3 separate regions of the Sus scrofa genome follow, and regions 1 and 3 are each linked to region 2. The links are chromatin contacts, called in public HiChIP or PLAC-seq maps. All regions are on one chromosome and are shown on one strand. The core of a region is the stretch at or near the end of the contact, and the rest is flanking DNA. Distances in the headings are between cores, read along the strand shown.

Evidence for each region. HiChIP or PLAC-seq counts read pairs in DNA pulled down with a chosen protein or histone mark.
Region 1: a contact with region 2 is called in an H3K27ac HiChIP or PLAC-seq map of skeletal muscle, with 4 times the contacts expected there. The contact joins two enhancer-like sites. A contact is called at or near these places in 2 of 47 Hi-C or Micro-C datasets (embryonic fibroblasts and fibroblasts) and 1 of 2 datasets of contacts at active chromatin or transcription factors (skeletal muscle).
Region 3: an H3K27ac HiChIP or PLAC-seq map of skeletal muscle shows a contact between it and region 2, with 5 times the contacts expected there. The contact joins two enhancer-like sites. A contact is called at or near these places in 4 of 47 Hi-C or Micro-C datasets (embryonic fibroblasts, fetal skeletal muscle, heart right ventricle and 1 more) and 1 of 2 datasets of contacts at active chromatin or transcription factors (skeletal muscle).

Annotation. Positions count from the first base shown.
Region 1 is chr2:127,786,033-127,788,732 of Sscrofa11.1, forward strand. The region is part of intron 2 of LOC110259460 (a long non-coding RNA gene); the gene reads right to left. Among named protein-coding and RNA genes, the nearest start is that of ZNF608, 370 kb to the right of the region's middle. Within about 2 kb of position 1,284, at least 33 of the 83 cell types and tissues checked have an H3K27ac peak or open chromatin away from gene starts, as enhancers often do. A contact at or near this core is called in skeletal muscle, where this site is marked.
Region 2 is chr2:128,059,271-128,061,970 of Sscrofa11.1, forward strand. All of the region lies in intron 3 of ZNF608 (zinc finger protein 608), which reads right to left. Among named protein-coding and RNA genes, the nearest start is that of ZNF608, 96 kb to the right of the region's middle. Within about 2 kb of position 1,446, at least 53 of the 83 cell types and tissues checked have an H3K27ac peak or open chromatin away from gene starts, as enhancers often do. A contact at or near this core is called in fetal skeletal muscle and skeletal muscle, where this site is marked.
Region 3 is chr2:127,587,692-127,590,391 of Sscrofa11.1, forward strand. No RefSeq gene overlaps it. Among named protein-coding and RNA genes, the nearest start is that of ZNF608, 570 kb to the right of the region's middle. Within about 2 kb of position 1,295, at least 15 of the 83 cell types and tissues checked have an H3K27ac peak or open chromatin away from gene starts, as enhancers often do. A contact at or near this core is called in fetal skeletal muscle and skeletal muscle, where this site is marked.

The DNA of each region.
Region 1 (2,700 bases), core at 34-2,533, 270 kb before region 2:
GTTGACAGCTTCCATTGTCTCTGTGAGGTAGAGTAGGGTCGTGGAATGGGAATTAGCAGGAGCTGGGATGAAGGGTGGGGCGGTCACAACGTGAGGGAGGTCGGAGGCCTGAGAGCAAGGAGCACGTTAGGCAAGCAGAGAAGGACCACCTGGAAACACCGAGTGCCTGGGAGAAGCTGGGGCTCTCGAAGCTGGGGCTGGACCAGTCCTCCCAGTCACATTCTTTTAGCAGTTTTCACAATCCCAGACTCAGGGATGAAGAGACAGGCAACGGGATGCACCCACTTGGGTCACTCTTCCAGCATCGGAAGCCAAAGAGCTGGCCCTCTCCTGGGATAACAGGGAGGGGTCACATCTGAGGATTTAGAGAGAGTCATGTGCAATCAACAAATTACCTAAAATTATTTCCACCACCAAAGCCAGGAGAAGGGGAGACGTAGCGGAAGCTAATAGTTGAGACCTGAGTTCTAACTCCGCCCTAAACAGCTACACCTCCTTCATCAAGTCAGTGGGTCTCCATCTTCTCATCTCTACAATAAAAGAATGGCTGGAGGCATTCTCTTCCAAGTCAGTGACCTAAGTTTCTGGGAAAACATTACTGCTCACCCATACCAAGTACGAGGGGATCTCCACAACCTCACCATAAATGCGGGAAAAGTGACCCTATTGCTCATTTCATAAACAAAACCGAGGGGGAAATTTCTAGAAACTCTCTTAGACTTAAGAACAGAGATCCCTTACCACCAACCTCTAATTGACCCTACTCTATTTCACAGAGAAAACAGAAGCTGTCAACGAAGGTCTCCCTCAGACTCCCTAAAGAATGTTCTAACCCACATTCAGAAACACCCCCAGATTAGTCTTGCCCAGGAGAGGTCTATAGAATCTGTGATATTATCTAGAAAAGCAGTTCAACTGTTAGAACGTCCCAGAGAGAAAACCGTGTCACCGGAACTAAGTGAAGTGACTGGGAAGCAGCCACAAAAAAAATCATCCCCCTCAGAGAGAAGACATATGAGCCGACAGGATTTAACAAACCTTTGTGTAACCCTAAAATTAACTGACACACAGTTTAAAGCCAAATCAGGGGGGAAAAAAAAAAAGAAATCTTTTTGAGAAAGTCACTTTCCTAGAAACTCAGGCCGGAGAGCAGAGGAAGGATTTTTCTTTCATTTTCTTTCCCAGCCAGATGAGTCATTTCAGAACAACCACTGAGTGCTGAACAATGAGACATTCAAGGACCAAAACCAGAGAGTCATTTTTTTTTTTCACCACAACACCCTCGGGTAGCTGTTCACTGTCTCTGGCAGACAAAATTATTTTCCAGCCGGCTCCTGGAGGACCATCTATAAACAAATTAGAAATTTCAAAGGGTTTGTTTTCTGCCTTCTGGCTGTCAGTAGGGGCCGTTCCCTTTGTGTCCTTCATATGAAAAAGTAATTTAACAAAGAAAAAAAGAGAGAGCACACCTCGGTTCGAAACAGACAAGCATGTACCCTCTCTCCCCCTCCCTTTCATCACACCCCCCTCTGCCCATTGTCATGTTTGGTCAGTTTTCTGTCAAAACAACTTTTATTGTATGCAGCTTTCATCCTGCAGGGCTCTGTGAGCTTGAGAGACAAGTTGTTTTCCTACAGCCATTCCATCAATAAGAAGAAAATGGAAAAAGAGCACTGATTTATGGCTGATTCTCCCTAACAAATAGTGGCAGTGACCACCCACCAAGCTATGTAGGGAGGGGAAGTTAAAAGTGGGCCCCATTGCCACCCAGCTCAGATTCAGACCCAAAACAAGAGATCTCTATAAACATGTTCCAAAAGCTGGTCAAGGAAGGCATGGTACATATTTCAGCAGGAAGAGAGAATGAGTCTGCCTAATGCTAACTCAGAAGAGGAATTAAGCTTCATGTCTGGCCCTTCTAGAAAAACTGCCCCCTCAAAAGATCCCGGTGGATGGGAAGCACCAGGTAGTTAGACATAAGGAACGTAGTATATTTCAAAGGAGAAAGCTGGCAAAATTGGTGCCCAGTGTACCAGTAAGGAAACTTAGACCTAAAGGGAAAGGAAGGTATATCACCAAACAGTGACACAGCAAAATGTCCAGAGGAGAGGACAGGGTCACAGCTCCTTGTTTTATGTGGCCCAGAGACAGCATTTGGGGAATAAGATGCTTTCCTTGGTTTTGGCTTGAAAAGTCCATTTTCTCATTATTATCTTATTTTTCATTCTTTGGGATTGATTTGGGGCTTGGCTAGCAGTCAAGAGCTGGAGAACATGAGGTTCGCAAATGCAGCTATTTCTAGCAGGCTGATACGCTCTACTAACCATGGTTTAAGTGGCATGCCAAATCTGGACTTTGCTTTCTAGGTTTGCACTCTAAGGTGAACAGGTCTTCAAAGCCTTGCTAGCACAGAGCATTTCATTTAAAGAAATTCTTGGCTCAGGCAAACCAATTTGGAACCGTTGGGTGTATGCCAAGAGAGAGAAAAATACCGGGTGGCTTAATGTGGTTTAGTGCACTTTTTTTAAAAGGTGTATTTTGCATACACTTATTTCCAATTCTTTGTCTGCAGAGTGTCTGGATTCTGCAGGTAGATTTCTAACAGTAATTCCAGGCTTGAGGATCAAGTAAAGAACGAAAATGGCTTGAGAAGTAAAAGCTTCAGAACAGTCAGAGCCCAAGCCCGAGTTTGGAGCATAG
Region 2 (2,700 bases), core at 196-2,695:
TGCTGACAGAAGGAAATGGTTTTTGCCATGTCCTGCTGTAAAACAGCAACACTCACCTCTTAATTTTTCTATTATTACACATAATTGCTTTCGTTTGGCAAGCAGCCAACAAAAACTAAGCGCCAGTTACCAGTGCTTAAACCAGAAGGTGACGGAAAGGAATCGGTTTTGTTTCCAACTCAACAATATAAAATAATGGTGATTTTTATTTAGAAAAAAAATGATGTGTATGCACAAAAATAGGTCTAGAGGGAGGAAAGCTGGAGGTTGGAGTTCAGCTAGCAGACAATCAGCTGTGTTTCTTGTTTCTAATCCTCCCCTCTCTGGCTTTGTGAGACAAGAATCAGCCTTGGTATGGTATCTGTTTCACTGTTTGGTCTTGTTTCATATTAAGGACTCCTAAAATAGCCCTCTTAAGAAAATAAATGTGCACAATAGGTTTACTCTTGGGGTTATCTTTAGAATCAACTCTAGTAAGCATTTGCCACAGAGGATTAGAAAAAAAAAAATCTCAAAACCAACACACTTGTTTCCTGCAAGCCATTCTGCTTTTCCCAACTGCTTTGCAGACAGACAATTTAATTTAGCACTGCATCTGTGAATTACCAAACTTAAGTGCACTTAGTATACCAAATGTCACAGGGAAACAAAATATAACTCCTCTTTATTTCTCTAGAGGACAAGTGCCACATTTTTTTTTAAACTCACTCTTTTAAAGCATACATTAAAACACCTAGATTTTGAGACATACATAACATATTTAGGGTAATGAAATAAAGCATTTAAGTCTCCCTTTGTTTCTCTAACACGCCCCTCCCCCGCTTCTTTCTTGGAAACACCAGGGACAATACTCAAAGTCTATTCCTAGCTGATTTACCCACTAGCTCACTGCCATTTTGAATTCTGCAGAAAACCTGTACTTGAACTCCTTTATGTTAAAGGATACTCACAAGTAAGATTCATTTCCTTGGAACGTTTTTTAACGGCAGGTAAAAGCAGTTGAATAGTTGGGAAGTAGTGGAAAAGAAAACATTTCTTTCAAAAGTCCCCAAAAAGAGACTTGAAAATTGTTTCCCATATGGTCTGCGTTACTATGACTTAGGTGACAGCCGAATCTACTCACTGTATCAATGGGGGAGGGGAGGGGCGGGGCGGAGCGGGGTGGGGGGCAGTTAGCAGGAAGCAAAGTAAGCATTTCCTCAAATCACAGTTGATTCCATTCTAATTCTTTCAGGGGAAAAAAATTCAAGCCATGGAGTATAAAAATTCATATTGAGATGAGAATCAATTGTAATTAGGCATTTGGTCAAAATGTGCACAAGACAGAACAATTGGAGGAAAGGATTCTTTATGAGCACATCCCTTCAGGAAAAGGGAGGGGGTAGGAGACAAGGTGAAGGGGAAGATGGAGCTGGTTTTCTCATCATCTGCTCTCTGGGGCACTGTGTGTGGTGTCAAAGACCTTTGCAGCTGCTTAAAATTCTTTAGCATGTCAGCTATATTTACAGTGCTGGAATATATCTGTATTGCCAGAAGGTTACTGCATTTTAGTTTTAGATGCAATAGGCTGAATCACAGCATTCCAGAGTCCCTGATGTAGCACAAATGTATAATTAAAACTGCTTGAAAGGAAACATGAAAGAAACAACAAACCCTCCATTCTTACAGTAATAAAATTAAAAACAGGAAAAGTCTGCACAGACACTTAACATTTGTCTGCAGTGAAAGGCTTTTGTTATTGCTTTTCCCCTAAGGGTTTCGCGTTTCCAGCAAACGCTGCCCTCCGATTGGCCGGCGCCTTCTGGGAACGCCGGCGTCTGATTGGCTGGGCTGAGGGCGGCCACCCGGAGCAGCAGGCAGCCGCGGGGGATAAAGGAGCATCGCTAGGGGAAGAGGCGGCGGCTGCAGTGGCCGGCCGGCCGGCAGAGAGGCGGGGGCGCGCTTCCCAAGCAGGGGTTCTCTTGGGGACAGAGGGCTGCCCGGCTCGGTAAATCAACGTCGGCTGGTCTTTGTGATGAAAGGCTACTGTCCGTGTGACTGTGCTGGGTTTCCCACCATGAGCCACGCTGCGCAGTTCCACGTTGCACACCAGCCCGCCCACAAACCCTCAGCATCGAATTCCAGGTCTTGGAATAGGACAAAGGGAAACGTGGGGGCTGGCGAGAAGGGCAGGACCCCAACACGCATTTAATCATTCGTTATGTGGGGTTTACCACGTGAAACTGTCAGGTCGCATAGGCAAAACAAGTTGTAACTTCCACGCTGCAGAGCTATTCACCATCGCAGGATAGGATTTCTAGAAGCCACAAGAGCATACCTCTAATCTAAGTACAAGTGATATTATTATAATCACCATCATTGTTAGCACTTGGTGGGAATAAAATCCTTAAAAAAAAAAAAGCCATTTTCAACTTCTCATTTTCCTAGTATCCCTTCATATTAACAAAAACAAACAAAAAAAACCAACTCCACTCCCAGGAAGATTTTGAATAGTTTCTCTGATTAAATACGTGTGCTTGGTCTATTTTTCTGTATATGCATAATCCATATCACAATGTCACCGAATGTTATCTGCCTAGAAGTCACATGAATATACGCATGCGCATGTTTACATGGCCAGGCCAAATCTGCTGTGTTGGAATGACGGTTTAAGGAATGCTTCTCATATAAACTACAAAGTGTATTGTTTCTCCATTAGGA
Region 3 (2,700 bases), core at 45-2,544, 470 kb before region 2:
AAGATCAAGACACTTACTTTTAAAATACGTTTCTGTGATATGTGCTCCCAGAGTTGGACATTAATCAAACCTAAGTAGAATCAACTGAGAGTCAAACTGAATCTCAGAAGCAGAATAACTGGCTTTAGAGAAAGGGCTGGAGGGCTTAGGAAAAGGTCCTCAGGGAAGCAGGCTGTACTTGGAATGTGAGTACCAGTCATTCTATGTGCCACTGGCTGTGTCTGTCCTTAGTGGTCTCAGATCCCATTGTGAAGGAAGGACTTTGGGAACATCCTTCTCCCTCTTGCCTCTCTTCTCCATTTGTAGGTTACATAGAAGCAAGACCAAGAGAGTATGAACTAACATTCAAATTTAGGGCTTATACTTTTTTAAGTTTTTAGTAAGATAACAAGAGTAAACAAAAGAGCTTTGTTCCCAGTCTTAATTTTAATTGGTTCATGCAAAGATATTTTCTAACCATTGGAATCCACAACCTAATCATTAACTTAATCATCCTATTAACTTTGCCAATATACATTGCTTTATGCCATACTGACCTACTCATGTGCACAAAATATGTGTGCAACATTCAGAGATACAGCAAGTTGTGTGTCTGTATGGAGAAAGACACAGACACACACACACACACACGCACAGAGCAGGTCAAGACAACAGCTGTTCAGCATTATTTACAATATACAGGCATCAGTGATGACCTAAAGAGCTGAAGAAAAAAACAGGCCATATTTTCAGCTTAATAAAACCCTGCAGTAGGGAGCCCTTTATGAACAATTACAAGCATTTGCCGGAAATACATTTGCTGATTTAACAAACTGGGTAGGACAAATGTTTAACATGCTGTCGTAATGATGTTCAGATGCTTTTCTTAGTATTCGTTGATCTGAGATAATGCGTTCTTGCCCAATCATTCTACAAAGCAGCAGCAGAAATAAATAAATAAATAGATGTAACGTGATGCGCTCCCACAATAGCAGCGCTGCTGACTGCCCCTGACAGATGGGGAAAAAAAAAGTCAATATGATGCCTGAGACAGCCCAGGCTTGGCACCGCAGAATAAATTACATGATTCGCTGAATGCCTGGGCTTCGCTCAGACATACAAAAAAATTGGAAAGATAAAAGCTTGCATTGGCTTCAGATGATATTTACTGCTTGATGGATTTACTAGCAGCCCCAGTACAGTCATACTGTATTGAATTATTGGCCTCTATTTAGCTGTGTGTCTGTCGGATCTTGAGTGTCCATTTAAGCGTAAGTGAGCTGGAGGCCCGCCAAGCCTCTCAGAGGCTCTGGGTACAGAGGGAGATGTGAGCTAATGGCCACCAGCCCGAAGAACAGAGAGCTGGAGGACACTGGGGGAGGCAACAAAGCCCAGCTACAAAGTACTTTCTTATCAATATTAATGCCAAAATAAATATTAATGGAGGCTGCCCGGCACATCATTTTTGAATGTGCCTTGTTTTCTTTGTATTTTAACACAAATGGCTGGAAATGACTGTGTGATTTTTCTCTTTCTTTCACATTTTCTTTCTTGCTCTGAATCTAAGCAAGAATTTGGAAAAGAACATTAGCTTTGCTCCTACCGTTGTCACAGCGGTGGGGTTTCTATAAGGCAAAGGAGGCAAATGAAATGCTGGTTTTAAGAGGTATACGGCTTCCAATAAAATATATGATTAGAATAGTAATGCACAGTATTGCAGCTATTGTTATGGATTCTTTATTGCATTGTGCTCAGGCAGTTCAACTGAGAAGTAGCATTTCATGTACAAAGAACCCAATGGGAAAGTCGCATTGTCATCTTAGCTTCAAAAAAAAGAAGGTGGTGTGTGGCAGGGGGGCAAAAGGGTCCATGGGGACTCTCTGTACTTTCGGCTCCATTTTGCTGTGAACTTAAAACCACTCTAAAAAAATAACATTTACTAATTAAATGAACACGCACACAAAGAAGGTGTAGGTACGGTGGGCATGGTGGGGAACAAAGAGAGCTAAGTGCCCAAGGCACTGGAGTGACCCAGAGTCCAAAACGTGAGTGAACTGAAATTGTGCATCATGTGTGCACGATGGGGAAGTGAGCGTAAGCCAGAGAGATGGAGCAGTTAAGAGAAGGTCTAGGGATTATTCCCAGGTTACTCACTTTTTATGCGAGTGATCAGGGGAAGGGTTACTGTGCAGGGCTCCAAAGTGAGATCTATGGCAGGAGTTTTCAGCTATCTGTGCAAGGGAACTGCTTCCCCCTGGGCAGCACAAAGCAACCCAGCATTCTCGGAAGATGCATGTGGAGCGTGCCAGATGACTGAATGCACAGGGTAGCTTCAAGAGGACCTCCTTGCTCTGGCGAGAGCACAGATAGCCTCCAGGAGCAGGAAACGGGCTGCAGGTGAACCATCCCCGTGTTAACTCACCATGGAACCAAAGCTGGGAAAATCACTTCATTCCTTTTAGCCACTATTTCCTAGCCCGTAAAACAGCTGCTGATGTCATCACAATAACAATTTACTACTTCACAAGATCTTTAGTGGATCAGGTGGGGCAGGAATGATGAAAAGGGGTATGTTATGGCAGCAATGCACACTCAGTGCTTTCACACTTGCTCATTTACTCTCTTCACAACACAGTGATGTGCATCTTGCTATATCCGTTTCATGAAAAATGAGATGTAGTGACCTAGCCCACGTCACATAGCTAGAAATGCCAAGAATGG